2 separate regions of the Mus musculus genome follow, and region 1 is linked to region 2. Evidence: chromatin contacts called from public Hi-C data. All regions are on one chromosome and are shown on one strand. Each heading gives the region's core, a stretch centred on a gene start, on an enhancer-like site or on the middle of the called end of the contact. The rest is flanking DNA. Distances are from core to core; before and after follow the strand shown.

Evidence for each region. Hi-C and Micro-C count contacts between places; a contact is called where the count stands out from the background.
Region 1: a contact with region 2 is called in a Hi-C map of cortical neurons, with 2.1 times the contacts expected there. The contact joins two enhancer-like sites. A contact is called at or near these places in 3 of 484 Hi-C or Micro-C datasets (bone marrow-derived macrophages, cortical neurons and nephron progenitors), 3 of 115 datasets of contacts at active chromatin or transcription factors (cardiomyocytes, heart atrium and pancreatic cancer cells) and 2 of 9 other capture datasets (adipose tissue and pancreatic islet).

What each region holds. Positions count from the first base shown.
Region 1 is chr2:4,471,367-4,474,456 of GRCm38.p6, forward strand. It overlaps Frmd4a (FERM domain containing 4A), which reads left to right. Exons shown (of 23, transcript NM_172475.3): 3 at 1,755-1,849. Gm39751 (a long non-coding RNA gene) reads right to left here. Exons shown (of 5, transcript XR_865941.3): 5 at 1-2,015. Among named protein-coding and RNA genes, the nearest start is that of Gm39751, 41 kb to the right of the region's middle. Within about 2 kb of position 1,530, at least 21 of the 459 cell types and tissues checked have an H3K27ac peak or open chromatin away from gene starts, as enhancers often do. A contact at or near this core is called in cortical neurons, where this site is marked.
Region 2 is chr2:4,266,168-4,269,245 of GRCm38.p6, forward strand. The region is part of intron 1 of Frmd4a (FERM domain containing 4A); the gene reads left to right. It overlaps Gm39752 (a long non-coding RNA gene), which reads left to right. Exons shown (of 2, transcript XR_865942.2): 2 at 1-3,078. Among named protein-coding and RNA genes, the nearest start is that of Gm39752, 20 kb to the left of the region's middle. Within about 2 kb of position 1,389, at least 6 of the 459 cell types and tissues checked have an H3K27ac peak or open chromatin away from gene starts, as enhancers often do. A contact at or near this core is called in cortical neurons, where this site is marked.

The sequences.
Region 1 (3,090 bases), core at 280-2,779, 210 kb after region 2:
ATCTTGGGTGTTCTATTGGTTTAGACTCAGATTGTAGCATGCACCAGGAAGCAGAGAGCACTGGATGCAGTTGGTGTGTCAAGGTGGGGTTTTGTGGGGAGCCGCCCTCACATTCGCCGTTGCAAGATGGCGCTGACATCCTGTGTTCTAAGTGGTAAACAAATAATCTGCGCATGTGCCAAGGGTAGTTCTCCACCCCATGTGCTCTGCCTTCCCTGTGATGACAACTCGGCCGATGGGCTGCAGCCAATCAGGGAGTGACACGTCCTAGGCGGAGGATAATTCTCCTTAAAAGGGACGGGGTTTCGCCATTCTTGCTCTTGCTCTTGCTCTTGCTCTATTGCGCTCTGGCTCCTAAAGATGTAAGCAATAGAGCTCTTGCTCTTGCTCTCTTGCTCTCTGGCTCCTGAAGATGTAAGCAATAAAGCTTTGCCGCAGAAGATTCCGGTTTGTTGCGTCTTTCCTGGCCGGTCCCGAACGTGTGTAAGAGGGTTTCCCATTGGTCTCTCATTTCCAGGGAAGGAAGTGTTACTGTCACTTCAACCCCATGGGGTTCTAAGTGGTTTTCACTTCTGAGCTGCTGCTCACTGATAGAAGAGGAGGCAGAAACAACTGCCTGATCCCTGGGCCTGTGTCTGCCCTGCACAATGGACAATCTCACAGGATTATGAGGTTAAACAATGTGTAAAAAGTGCTTAGCACAGTGCCTACCACACAGCGAGGACAGCTCCTGACCCATCAGGCAGGTCAGTGTAGGGATGTTAGACTTGACAATAGTACAAATGCAGTCTTTGTTCAGTAAAAATCGTGCTTTGAATTTTGTATCTGGATGGTTTCTCTGGGTCAGGCTGTGTGCTACAATCTCTAAGGATGCCAAGAGCCAGAGCCCAATGTGATCACCAGGCAGAAGCAGCCACACTGGGGAGGGTGTGTTTAACCTTTCAATGTAGCTCATGATCTTAAGTAAGTTTGCCATTTTGTCATGGGCTGCATTCAGGGTACCCTTGAGCTCATACCTGTAGCCATGTGTTGCTAAACTCTGGTATTCATATTCAATAAATTTGGGCTTAACATTTTCCAATTACACTGGGTAGATCAGAAAGTAACCTTATTCCAAGAATAGGAAGGGGTCTGCCTGTGTTTGCTAAATAGACCAAGAACTCTTCCTGTCAGAGCAGTATAAGGTAGGGAAGGAAAGACACCAGGCTGGACAGACCCACTAAAGAGCAAAAATGTCATTTGTTGACAGAACCAATCTTACTGAGCCTCCAGTTGCTGCCAAGACTTCCCACTTGGCTGTTTTATACAGCAGCATCCTAATGGTCTGTTTCTTTTGGTCTTTCTCCTTCTCTATTCTCTCTCTTCCTCCCTCACTCTTGGCTTCATCTCTCTGTGTACCTCATGTAGCCCAGGATAGCCTCAAACTTGCTATGCAGCAGAAGATAATCATGAACTCCTGCTCCTCCTGCCTCTATTTCTCGTGGAACCCCATGAAGTACTCATGCACCATGACAACCAGTTTTATGCTGCTTGGATGATTAAACACAGGGCTTTGTGCGTGCCAGGCAAGAACCTTCCTTCCAACTGAACCACATCCAAGCCTCTCTTTGGATTTTACAAAAGTCATTTGTGTTTCTGCAGTGTGCCTGAGTTCTCAGGCATTTCACTGAGAACATGCTAGAGACCCAAGATGATGACGTGACTTAGCAAAAGTCTCTCGTGAGTTAATCTTCCCTTCTGTGTTCTTCTTCCAGCCCAAGCTTTTGGCCAAGGAGCTTCTTGACCTCGTGGCCTCTCATTTCAACCTGAAGGAGAAGGAGTACTTTGGAATAGCATTCACAGATGAGACGTAAGTGCTGTCCAGAGCCCACAGACCCCAAACAAAAGAGCAGGATGTCAAATTACCCTCTCTCTGCTGTGCACAGCAAAATCAGGCTGCAGGCCACTTGGGTCCCATGGGGGCTACAGGGTCAGTCCAAGTTCACCATCTGAATTTCAAAAGCCGGTGATCATGCCTGGAGTGGCCAAAGGATATAATTAGATAGATGCTAATATTATGAAATTATTAGGTAATGTTCTTTAACCAAGCAGATTTGTGTTCAGATGAATGTCTAAAATGTTTATTTTTTTTAAAGAGTAGATCTGTGTGGGTTTAGTCTTTATTAAGGTTAAATGAAAACTTCTGGAAAGTAAATGTTGCTCTCCAGTGTTGAAGTAACAATAACAGGAAGTGGACTTGATGATAAATTCAGAGTGAGAGATGATCTGGGCGAGTTCACACTCTAAGCTGAAATAGAAGACAGCATCAGAGTTCCTATCGCCCATCTGAGGTGAAATGTTTGTTTTCAGCAACCTTCCAGTTTGCTGGGTACCATCATGTTATATAATAAAGGAAGGCATAGGCTCCATGGATGATGTTTCAATCTCTTACTATACTGTTACCAAAGAGTTCAGTGAAGATTGGCCCAAATTCTTAGATAAGGATATCTAAGCTAAGGACTGGGGGTGCAGTGAGGGGTGAAGCACTTCCCTAGGCATGTGTGGTCCTTGGTTCCACTGTAACTGGATGACAAATGTCTAAGAGATGTCAGTAGTTCCTCCACACAAAGAACTAAAATGAGTGGGGCCAGGCTGGAAGTCTATTAACCAGATGCCAGCTTGGGTCTTTACAGGACTCCTGCATCTTCGCCTTTCCCCTACTGGATATGCCTAGACACCTGCCCCCACAGCTTCCCACAGTTCCTCCTCTCAGTGTTTTCTGGGAACAAGAACTAACCATCTCTGAGAGCCTGCTCGTACTTTCCCTGTCTGCCCACGTTCTTCACACTCTGCTTCCCCCCCTCCCCCCCCCCCCCCCCGCACCAGGAAACAAAACAAAACAATAACCTCCTTTAGACAGATGTTCCCGAAATCTCCTCTGTCTGTATCTATGCCCGCACACCCCTGTGCATGCTCAAATGCCCAGGTGAGGTTACTGGCTGGCAAGGCCAGTACAGTCAAGCCCAGCCCCCAGGAATGAGGTGGGGCCATTGAGGTAGGATGGAAGCAAGAATAGGCAGCTTCTGTGTTGGTCAGTAGGAAAGCCACCTT
Region 2 (3,078 bases), core at 139-2,638:
ATTCCGATGCATCTTTGGAGTGAGACAAGATGGGGAAAGTTGGCATGTCTGTGGTACAGATACAACCATTGTAGACCAACTAGCTTCTTGGTCTCTGACTGGGTAAATTCAAGAATGTATAATTGGCAGATATAGAGGCCAGCTATACAGAGATTTCACTATGAGATTTTAGGGACTGACTTCTTCATTAAACAAGAGATCATTCTGGGTTTTGTGTGGTTTTCAAACAAATTCATTATTATAACATAAAATTTGCATTTTGGAAAGAGCACAAAACCCACACGAAAAAAAAAAATCTCTACCAAGTGAACAATGAAAGTGGCTGCCAATGCCAAAATAATTCAGGACACCCACACAGCATCCCCTGACCCTCTGTCCCTCCCACTGTAAACATAGGTCTATTCTTGTTTCTGATTGAGTAGTGCTTGCTGGTCTTGAACTTCACATAAGCATGATCATATATCACACGCCCTTTTTGTCTGGTCTCTGTTATTCAAAAGTACATTTCTAAGATGGCCTGATTCTGCGCTCCACAGAGACTCACTCACTTCCCTTGCTGGAGTTCATCCCTCAGATGATCCTCTAGTAAAATATATACACATAGCTATCTACTCTCTGATGAATGTTTGCACGGTTCGTGGAAAATATTGCTGTGAGATACCTGTTTGCTACCCACATGGACTTGTTTTGTTTGGATGTGAGCTCAAAATAAAATCTCTCTCTCTCTCTCTCTCTTTCTCTCTCCCTCTCTCTCTCTCTCTCCCTCCCTCCCTGTCTCTGTCTCTCTTTCAAGCTCTGCATGTGTATGTGTGTGGCATGCATGAATGTGTCTATGTGTATTTCATGTGCAGAGTCACTTGTGTATACGAACGAATCTTTGTGTTAGCAAATACATGTGAAGGCCTGGCATTGGCTTCAGGCATCTCCATCCATCACTTCCACTTTTTAAAGCAGAGTCTTTGGATGAATCCAGACCTAGCCAATGCTGGCTAGTCTAGCTAGTCAGCTTACCTCTGCCTCCTGCTTGCTGGGGTTACAGGTAGCAACTATGCCTGCCTGGCTTTTCACACGGGCTCCTGGGATCCAAACTGATCAGAATGCTTGCACAGCGAATCCACTTTATTCACTGAGCTGTCCATCCCCATCTCCAGACCAAGTTAACTCTTGTTTAACAGTGCAGCTCAGGTAGAAAGAGTGGACTGGGTTTCCATTTTGCTGCAAATACACAAGTTTATTTATAACAGAAGAAAGACAGTCAACCGAGATTTTCAAGGCGGAAAGCTGATGTGTAAAATGAAACTGGGAAATATCGGAGTGGGCACAGAAGCCAGGATTTTGGAGAATGTCCTGAAAAAGGTTTTGTGAAAGAAGTGAGAAGGAAGCTGACTGAGCGGCCTCGAAAGCAGCTGGGAGAAGAGTGAAGGACAGATGGAGCTCTGTTCTATTGGAGAAAGCAGAACTGCTCTGATTGCCCGGTTTCAGCACACACACACACACACACAAACACACACACACACACACACACACACACACACACACACGCATGCACATAAAACTGAAAAGCCAAAACAAAGCAGAAGAAAAGCCCATGTGACTCCTCCACTCTGGGACGTTTTCACTGTGCACCATGTCACCTTTCCAGAGCTTCTACATGACAGGGCCAGCCATCCGGCCTTCCCGAGAGGGACCCAGACAGGACCAGTCATCTTACCTTCCCGAGAAGGACCCACAGAGTTCTTTTTATTAAGAAGTGGAACCTTCTCCAGCTACAAAGGCTGCCCCTGCTACTATACAGGCCAAAGAAATGTCTTCTGTCTGCTGGCGGGTAATAGACACCTTCCTTCTCTTGTGTGCTGTATATTTCTCTGTCACCTACTTTCCCAGCAACACCTCATTAGTAGGAACACCTGATCACTAAAGGCAGAAAGCCCCACACCCCACTGTGGGGTGAGTTCAGGCTCTGTATGACCTGACTGACTGGGGAGAATACATTTGCAGCGTGGGGAAGAGCTACCTGAGCTAGTCTGGGTGTCTGCGGAGTGCCATTGAATTACCAAGGAGTGACTATGAGTGAACATGCCCACCTGGGCATCCCAGCCTTTATTCTGGTCACCAGCTTCACGTGTGGTCATTTGCCAACCAACCAAATGAGACCAAATGTCCCCCAGGGCCTGTTCCCTGTCTCTCAGGCCTGTTGACCCTCCCGGCTTTAAGCATGGCATCACTCTGTGTTCCCCCACAGTCACTTGAGCTAAGTCCCTTTTGTCCGGTCCTCCGAAGCTCTTCGTTGCACAATGGGCATGCTATTAAGATCATCGAGGACATGAATACTGAACATTTTCTAGCGCTCCTCCCCCATGGCCCTGCCACACACTCTTCCCAAGCAGCTCCGCCACTCCACAAGGACACTCTGTTTCGTTCCATGGAAGAATGGTCTTCCTTGGTGGCAGGGAGCAAGTGATGGCTCACAAAACTACTGTTGTATCACGTGATCCCAGTGTAATGGATGAATCACAGATTTCAAAACTTCTTCTCAAATTCCTTAGATTTGACGGAGTGAGCAAGTATAAGAAAGTTCTGGACCTGAGCAGGTGCCAGGCCTTTGTAGCTAGAGAAGTCTCTACTTCTTAATTCACAGAGCTGTCCATACCTGAGCTCATCCCTCTGGGGTCAAAATGAAATGGTGACTACCATAGAGGGCTATGGTGAGAGTTAACTAAATTCATATTTGGGGGCTGGGCAGGTGACTAAGTCTCTAAAGTATTTACCTTGCAAGTATGAACATCTGAAGTCAACCTCCCCCCCACCCCCCTAGAACTCACATAAGAAAAGTCAGGCATGAGCTGGGGCTGTGGTTCAGTGGTTAGAACACTTACCTCTCATGCGTGAAGTCCTAGGTTCAATTCCCAGTATCACCAGGAAAAAAAAAATCCAGGTGTGATACTTGGAATAGTTCTGGAAAGATGGAGACAGGGGGGAGAGCCAGCCTAACCTGTTTGGCAGGCTCAGGACAGTGAAAGACTGTCTCAAAAAAGGGTGTCTGTGAACTGACAACTAACCTTGTTCTCTAGGTCTTTG